Linked DNA regions of Macaca mulatta: region 2 is linked to region 1. Evidence: chromatin contacts called from public Hi-C data. All regions are on one chromosome and are shown on one strand. Each heading gives the region's core, a stretch centred on a gene start, on an enhancer-like site or on the middle of the called end of the contact. The rest is flanking DNA. Distances are from core to core; before and after follow the strand shown. Region 1 has its middle 47 kb from the start of STARD4. Region 2 holds the start of NREP (neuronal regeneration related protein).

Region 1 (4,105 bases), core at 888-3,387:
TTTTCAGCAAACTAACACAGGAACAGAAAACCAAACACTGCATGTTCTCACTCATAAGTGGGAGTCGAACAATGAGAACACATGGACACAGGGAGGGGAACATCACACACTGGGGCCTGGGGAGAGAGAGCATTAGGACAAATACCTAACACTTGAAGGGCTTACAACCTAGACGATGGGTTGATAGGTACAGCAAGCCACCATGGCATATGTAAAACTATGTAACAAACCTACACATTCTGCATATGTATCCCAGAACTTAAAGGAAAATTAAAAAAAAAAAAAAAAGAAATAAAGGAATAACTGAAAGCAGTATCTTGAAGAGATATTTGTTGTACCTAGCAATCTTATTCACAATAGTTAAAATGTGGAAGCAATCCAAGTGCCCATCAATGGTATGAATGGATAAGCAAATAGTGGTATATACATACGGCCTTAAAAAGCAAAGAAATTCTGACAAATGCTATAACATAGATGAAACTTGAAGACACTATGCTAAGTGAAATAAGCCCATCGCAAAAAGACAAATACTGTATGATTCCACTTACATGAGCAACTTAGAATAGTCAAAATCATTGAGACAAAGTAGAAAAGTGGTTGTTAGGGAATGGGAATGTATCAATACATTCTAACATTGCTATAAATAACTACTTGAGACTGGTTAATTTATAAAGAAAAGAGATTTAATTAACTTACAGTTCTGCAGGCTGTACAGAAGGCATGGCTTGAGAGGCCTCAGAAAACTTACAGTCATGGCAGAAGGTGAAGGGCAAGCAAGGCATGTCTTCACATGACCAGCAGGAGAGAGAGCGAAGGGGGAAGTGCTACACACTTGTAAATAACCAGATCTCGTAAGAACTCACTCACTATCACAAGAAGAGCAAGAGGGAAATCTACCTTCATGATCCAATCACCTTCCACCAGGTCCCTCCCCCAACACTGGGGATTACAATTCAACATGAGATTTGAGTGGGTACACAGAGCCAAACCATATTAGAGAAGGAGGAGTATGGAGAGTTATTGCTAAATAAACACAGAGTTTCAGTTTTACATGATCAAAGACTTATGGAGATAGATGATGGTGATGGTTGCTCAACACAATGAATGCATTTAATACCATTGAACTGTACAGCGAGATTTCAAACTTTTCTTCAGCTATGAGAAGATCTGGCAGCACTGGGCCCTCCTGATAGCAAATGAAAGAACACTCCCTTTAGATGGGGTCAGCACTCTCTGGAATGATATAATGCTTATGTCATTTGTGTTTCCACAGCAGTGGAAAATCAGTGCCCATTGTCTTCCATCCTTTTTTATTCAGCTCACTTCATTCATTTTCCTTCTCTGTCTTATCCCCATAACCACTTGAATTTGCAAGGTTCCTCTGCACTAAATTGTTTTTAACCACTGTTTAATCTTGTTTTGCTTTATTCAAATTTAATCGCATCTTAAAACTTCTCCTCTTGTCTTCATTTTATTTATTTTTTATTTTTCTCTTGTCTTCACTTTAGGTGTCGAAATTCATCTACGTAGCTCACTGGTTGCTGAGTGTCTTCAGGACTTTAAATGGCAACTTCATTTCAAAAGCTCTTAACTGTCTACCTTAAAATAATCTATCATGTTAACTCTTAATTATTCAAATACTTTTAATTCACTGTTCTCTAACCTTTTTTTTTTTGAGGAGAATCTGACTTCTGATTAATATTGCCTCCTTTATTCAGTTTAGCTTAAGTTAGAAAACACAAGATGGTAACAGCACCCCTGCCCAGGTTCCTAAACATTGGAGAGCTGCTTATCTTTCAATTAAAACTAAGAGAAGTCTTCAGCAAGTTTGAGGGTCATGTTGGTGTTCCACATTATAGTAAGTCAGCTCTAGGAAGCAAGAACTGATACCTCCACGTACCAGAAAATTGTCATGAACTTCTCTTTAAATGGGACCCAAGGAACTAACCTGGCACTCATGGAAAGCTAAACCTGGGAGACTAACTGTGCAGCTCAGCAAATTCTCTCCCTGATCCACACTGTAAATATTCAATCAAACCTCTTGACACTGTAAGCTAATGGAGTTCAACTAGCAGAAGGTCTTTGGAGGGTAATCAGGTGCTATTAAAAATATGCTAATGGCAGCTTGTGATCTAGCAGCAGGATCCCAGGATTTGGGGTTTGCATGGTAACTGCCAGCAGATAGTTCACACAGAACAGGAACAACAGAATGAATTAGAATGAGCTGTTTAAATGCAACTGTAATGAAGAATGTGGAGCACAATCAGAAAGAATGTTTGGTGCCCTCAGTGGCACAAACAAACAAACAAACAAAAACACATACATACAAAAACACAAGACCTAAAAGTGAAGTGAATGCTTTCCATTTTGCTATGGCAATCAAAGGTCATAGGAGCCAGCTATTGTGAAGAATTTACAATTTAACCTGATGGTTTTATAGAGCACCTGTGACTTTGTTGAAATATGAGTGTTTCATATGTGAATGACAGAAGTGTCATATGTGGATGTGTCTCCTCACCAAGGCTGAAAGAAAAGGTCTGACAGGGAACAGCTTTTAGCAATCTACTCTATCAAAGGCAGTACAGATGGTTGTTTTTGCTTTTAGCTTAACTGAATGTCAAATGGAAAAAAGGGGGGGGGGGCTTCTTCTCATACATATATCCAACACATAGAAAGAGGTTGAATTGGGGCTTGCACCCAAGTGCACATGCATTACTGGGCAAACATAATGCATGTTTAAGTGTGTGTGCACCCATGTGCATTCCTGTATTTTAGTTGTGCCCTACACTTTTTCCCTTCTCTGCCTGAAGCTGGAAATTTCATAGCAACTCAGCCTCTGCCAGTATGAGCTTGAGACCACAAAGAATGAGATTCTTTCCTGTTTTCCCATTGCAAAGCCTAAATGCCATTGTAAATGATTTTTCCTGGCGGGATGTATTAATACAAAAAGACAGGCTAAATTCACTCTACCCATTAGCCTTGCTAACCCTCGTGGCTGAGGGCAATGATACAGAGTAAAATAATGTGGAGGGAGCTGCCGGAAACAGGCAGCAGTGGGATGACTCCAGGAAAACAAAGGTAATATATCTGCATCCAGCACAGAGGCCCTCACGTGCCAGAGATGGAAATGAAGCTGTGAAAACAAAAAGTAGGCAGGCACATCTCTGGGGGCTAAGGAAAAAAGGAGACAAAGAGGCAGACAGACCATGAATTAAGTGAGCTTGGGAATGCAGAGAAGACAACGGGAAAGCTCAAAGAACAATTTGTATGCAGAGGAGTAGGAGCACGGCAAAGAAGAAATTCAACTCCTTAAGGATTTGTGTTTTGATCCACACTGTCCTTAGCCTAGCCTGAAACCCCTGCTTGGGAAAAAGTTTTGTCATTTGAAAAATACCCTTTTAAAATGACTTAGGCATAATTTCCTTTTCTTAGTCACTTCCTTCCTTCGCTTTGATACAATAGTTGCTTAAAGAAAAACCAGGGGAGAAAAGGTGGTGGAAATGCGTACATTTGGAAACAATTGCTATTGTCCTAGACATGTTCAATCTAGCAGAGACTGACAGGTGCTCTGCTGCTGAGAGGATGCAGTTAGATATGCTGTCATAGAAATAACACCTGGGGAACTAAGGTTTTGTGGGAACAGCATGAAATGTATATAATTTGGGACCCTATTTAAGAAAAACAATACAGAATTACAATACAAAATTGTGAAAACATTCTTAGAGAGTTGGAAGGAGCCTGGGGACGTAAGGGTACCATCAGTTAATATCTATTATTTACCATGTGTTACCATGACAACACCTGCGGGGAGCAGCTTTCCAATGAGGGGCCTTTAGTCAAAGAAAAGTACAGGTCCATTTGTTTTTTCAAGACACAGCCTGCGCTTAAAACACCCACATTGTTGTCTGCTCATTAGACTAAATTTTGCATCCTGTACTGCTAATAGCACTTCCTGAGGAAATGGGTGGGAATTCCAAGATAGTATCACTAAGAAACTAAGTGACTTTAAGGTACCAGGCATATTTCTACGGGATGCCTAAATGACTTCAGTATTTCACCTAAAATAATATACAATCTCTTGGTCTTGCAGCAGATCTGATGTTGA
Region 2 (4,105 bases), core at 907-3,406, 200 kb before region 1:
GTCGCCGTCCTCTTTTCCTCAGATGCCCTCTGCTGCAGGTTTATTATTACAGTACGGGCCGCGCCGCCTCTCCCCACGGCCCTGGCGGGCCGCCGGACTGTGCAGCACCCTGGCCGCCTTCACGCCTGGCGCGCCCCCAAACCGCCTCCTCCGCCTCCTTATTTGTCTGAAAAGCAACCGCACGTCGAGGCGGAGAGGCTGGCCGGGGGTGGGGAGGCAGGCCGGGGGTTTGCGCGCGCCCTGCTCCCTGGGCGGGGCCGGAGCGCAGAGCTGCGGGTCCGCTTTGTCTCTCCGGGGCGCCGCGCAGCGCAGTGGGGGCAGTGCGGCGAGCGGGGCGCCTGGGGCGCGGGTGCAGGGTGTCGGGGCGCGCGCGCCTGTTGGCCGCTCGCCGACGGGGCCCCGAGCAGCCGATTCCTGCCGAGTAAGCAGTCTGGCTCCTAGGCGGCTGCACAGTGGCAGCAAGGCTGGGGCGCTGGCTCCGCGCCAGCTCCATCAGAATTAGCTCATTGTTCACTAGCACACTAGCGGGAGAGAGAGGGAAAGGGAGAGAGAGAGACTGTTAGAGAAAGAGAGAGACACACACACTCTTGGAGAGAGAGCGCGAGGCAGGGAGATCATCTCCTCCTCCTTTTTCCAAGGCTGCACTTCTTGGAAGTGAAGCCGGTTTGGGTTTTGTTTCCCTTCCCCCTCCTCCCTCCTCTTCCTCCACCCCTTTCCCCTCCCCCCTCCCTCCCCCAATCCCCCCTCCCCCCCAAGCTGTCTTTCTAGCATGTTGCCCTTTTTCAACCACATTTGTGTTTCAGGTGTAGAGAGGAGAGAGTGAACAGGGAGCGGGGCTTTTGTCTGTAAGTATATGCCATTCCTATCCCCGGCTGGGAGCGCTGCTTTCTCTTTTGTGTCGATTCCTTGCCGTTGCTCTTAGCTGGACCCTTCAACCCTGCAGAGTTCATGCTTCTTCCCTCTAAATTTTAAAGACCTGAAGCGTGTACCTTGGAGAAATTCTGGCATTTTGGTCGTGCTGCATTCAGGCTGGAATTTGACTTGGGTTTTTTTCCTAAAATGCACAAGTTTAGAGGGAGAAATGAATTCTTTTGGGAAGGGGTGGGGTTTTGTGCTTGTTGGTATGGTTAATTTTGTTCTTCTTGCTCATAAAGCATTGTTAGAAACTGTTGTGTTTCTTTGCATTAAATGCACTTTGGTGCATGCAAGCTTTTCCAACCCTTTTATAAAATGAATTTGTGCCCCTCCGTCCTTACACTTGATTACTCTTTCAATGCTGCTGCTTCCGAGGGTCTTCTTAGGCATTCGATCTTGCAGCACTTTTTTCTGCATTTTCTTATAAAGCAGTTGAACTTTGGGGGGGAGGGCCTTAAAAATAAATGACTGTTTTCTTCTTGGTGATGGTAATAATCTGATTTGCATTTATGTGTATCTATAATAACCTTATAGGAAAACTCTAAGAGCGAATGATACCCTTTGTGAGAACTTTTAGTTTCTCCATTCATCTTAATTTTTGTCATAACTGTTAACAAAAGAGCTGCCTTCTGATAACATAAATGTTGAGGGTAAATCACTGCAGCAGTATGTGCATTAATGTTTATTTGGTTTAGGGAGAAGGACAAATGGTGTATATTCCTGACTCCCCCCCACCCCCCCCCCGCCGTGTAGGGTTTTTTTTTTTTTTTTTTTAAACACGGAAGGTTATGTAATGCAGTGCCATTTCCAAAAATATCCACTCTGAGGCATTACACTACACGGTGGAAGGCTGATTCCTATTCTGTCGTCTTGATTGCAAATATACTGCCAGTAGTATGTCTGGGAACAAAGAGCAGCCAGAAAACAATCTATTTTTATCACTTGGTTCTACTTTTAAGTTGCTAAACCTTTTGAACTCATGCAATTTAAAGATGAACTAAACACTAAGAATAGCCCAGGACTCTGCAAAGCCAAGTACCAGGGATTCCTTTGTCCCCTAGTTAAGCCTATAGGCCACTTGGAAAGCTCTTTTAGAAATCCCAGTAGTTAACAATAATTTGCATACAACTTATGTTAACCACAGAAAATGGTTATTCGTCTGTAGCCTCTAAAGAGGCGTTTTTGGTTTGCTGACCTGTGGTGAGGCGATGTGTCTACTGTATTTAAACATATTTTGCAGGTTGGTCTCCCTGGACTGAAGAGAGGGAGAATAGAAGCCCAAGACTAAGATTCTCAAAATGGTAAGACTTGGTCATCAGAGGAGATTCTCAATACTTCTTACCAATCTATTACATATAAATATCAACCACCCATCTTCATCCGCCTCAACCCTTCATTGTTCTACACCCCATCTGACCTTTAAAAGGTTCTATCTCCAGCTCCTGGGAGCGTTGCAGTACAGCAATTTATGTGAATTGGATGTGGCAAATTAGTTCTTTTGACTTGCAGTTATTTTGAATAGAAAACTAAAATTCCTCTTTCAGAAGTGAGGATTTATTTAATTTGAACAACAGAAACTATTCGGTTCTTTAAGAAGAGTGATGTGTTGTGACACGCAAGGAGGTGGTGACAGCAGTAGGGCTCAAACAAAGCTTTGGGTCTTAGAGCTAGTTCGAACTTATCCAAAACTGAGGAGTCTGTCTCCCTGATCAACAGCTACTGCATATGCTATCCTTTAAAGCAATATAGATGAAAAGGATGAATTTTTATATTTATGTACCCCATCTATTTAAATACAATTACTGTTATTTTTCTTGATTTATAACTTCATTTATGAGAGACATGCACTCAATTTTAGAAGTCAAGCATGTTAACCTCTAAATAAAAGTATAACTATTTCTGACAAAGCTTATGATCCACAGAGAATGCAGTTTAATGTTTGATTACTGATTAAAGAAACAGAAGGAATACACATTAAAAGCAGCTGAATAAGTGTATTAATCATCTATGAAAAATTTCCTCTTTGGAAATAAGATGAACTAAAAAAAAATAATAGAAATGTCATAAAACTTTTTAGTGAAGTACAGAGTGTCCTACTGCAGATGTTTATACTCTTTAAAACACCTCTTTGTCACTTAGAATGTGTGATATCCAAATTTAGTTTTAGTTTTTTTTTTCTTTGAAATGAGGGTGGAATTTAATGAATCAAAATTTAATCTGATATCTTTGATGTTTTCTTTGAGAACAACCCAAGTATAAGCTTCCAAGGAGGAAAGTGAATCAGGCAGTGAAATGAGTTCAGTTTGATTTGTATTAACAAGTGTTTTATTTTTTGTGTATGCCTCACTTGCCATTTCAACAAGTGGGTATCAAAGCACCACATGGACCTTGTTGGAAAATGATCAAATTAAGGAACTTGAGGTAGAAAGACGAAAGAAGTGAACATAAAATTAAGCTAATCAATGGATTTTGTGCAAATGGTTCCTAAATTCATATTAAATTCTTAATTAGCTGTTGTCATAGAATAATAGGATGGTAATAAAATCAACTGCTGTAAAGTATTTGTGTTTACTTATTTTTTTTACTGTGACTGGCCACATCACCTTGCCTCCAAGCTCTTTATCTCAGAACCTTACCTACTTTCTGTGACCATAAATAGATCACAAAGGTTCATGTATGTTGCAATATGTCAGGTGACCAGTTTAAACATAAATATGACTACTGACCCTGCCAAAACTAACTCTATAGATCAAGCTCAAAGAGTAAGATATCATGGTTCTGTAGTAGTAAGTAGAATGAGCTTTGTAGAAGGTAAGCATGCCTGCCAAAGCTGAGAGTGGAAGTTGGAACCATTTGAATGCAGAAAAGCAGATGGAAATTATTATTACATGTTAATTTTTTTGCAGTTATCGTTTATGTATGGTGGCAGAATGGAAAATCACAATTTGTTGCTCCGGGAAGGATTTTTACTCATGAAAAAATTCTTACAACTTTTTGGTGATCCTTTCATCAAGATGTCAGTCCCTTTTGGCACAAGCCCATTGCCTGAAATGAAACCACTGACAGTTATTGTCTGTGGGTGATTCCAAGTAACTTTCTAGCAATTCTCTTTTTCCGGAAAGTCTAGATCTTAAAAGTCCTTGCACATATTAATGTAAAAACAAGTTTCACTTTTTTTTTTTTTAAGAAG

What was found. A called contact is a pair of places that touch in the nucleus more often than the background predicts.
Region 2: a Hi-C map of fetal cortical plate shows a contact between it and region 1, with 2.7 times the contacts expected there. The contact joins the promoter of NREP here to the enhancer-like site in region 1. A contact is called at or near these places in 4 of 14 Hi-C or Micro-C datasets (fetal cortex germinal zone, fetal cortical plate, fibroblasts and 1 more).

The regions. Positions count from the first base shown.
Region 1 is chr6:120,356,868-120,360,972 of T2T-MMU8v2.0, reverse strand. No RefSeq gene overlaps it. Among named protein-coding and RNA genes, the nearest start is that of STARD4, 47 kb to the right of the region's middle. Within about 2 kb of position 2,137, at least 8 of the 40 cell types and tissues checked have an H3K27ac peak or open chromatin away from gene starts, as enhancers often do. A contact at or near this core is called in fetal cortical plate, where this site is marked.
Region 2 is chr6:120,554,520-120,558,624 of T2T-MMU8v2.0, reverse strand. It overlaps NREP (neuronal regeneration related protein), which reads left to right and starts at 2,156. Exons shown (of 3, transcript NM_001193355.3): 1 at 2,156-2,216. The coding sequence starts at 2,214.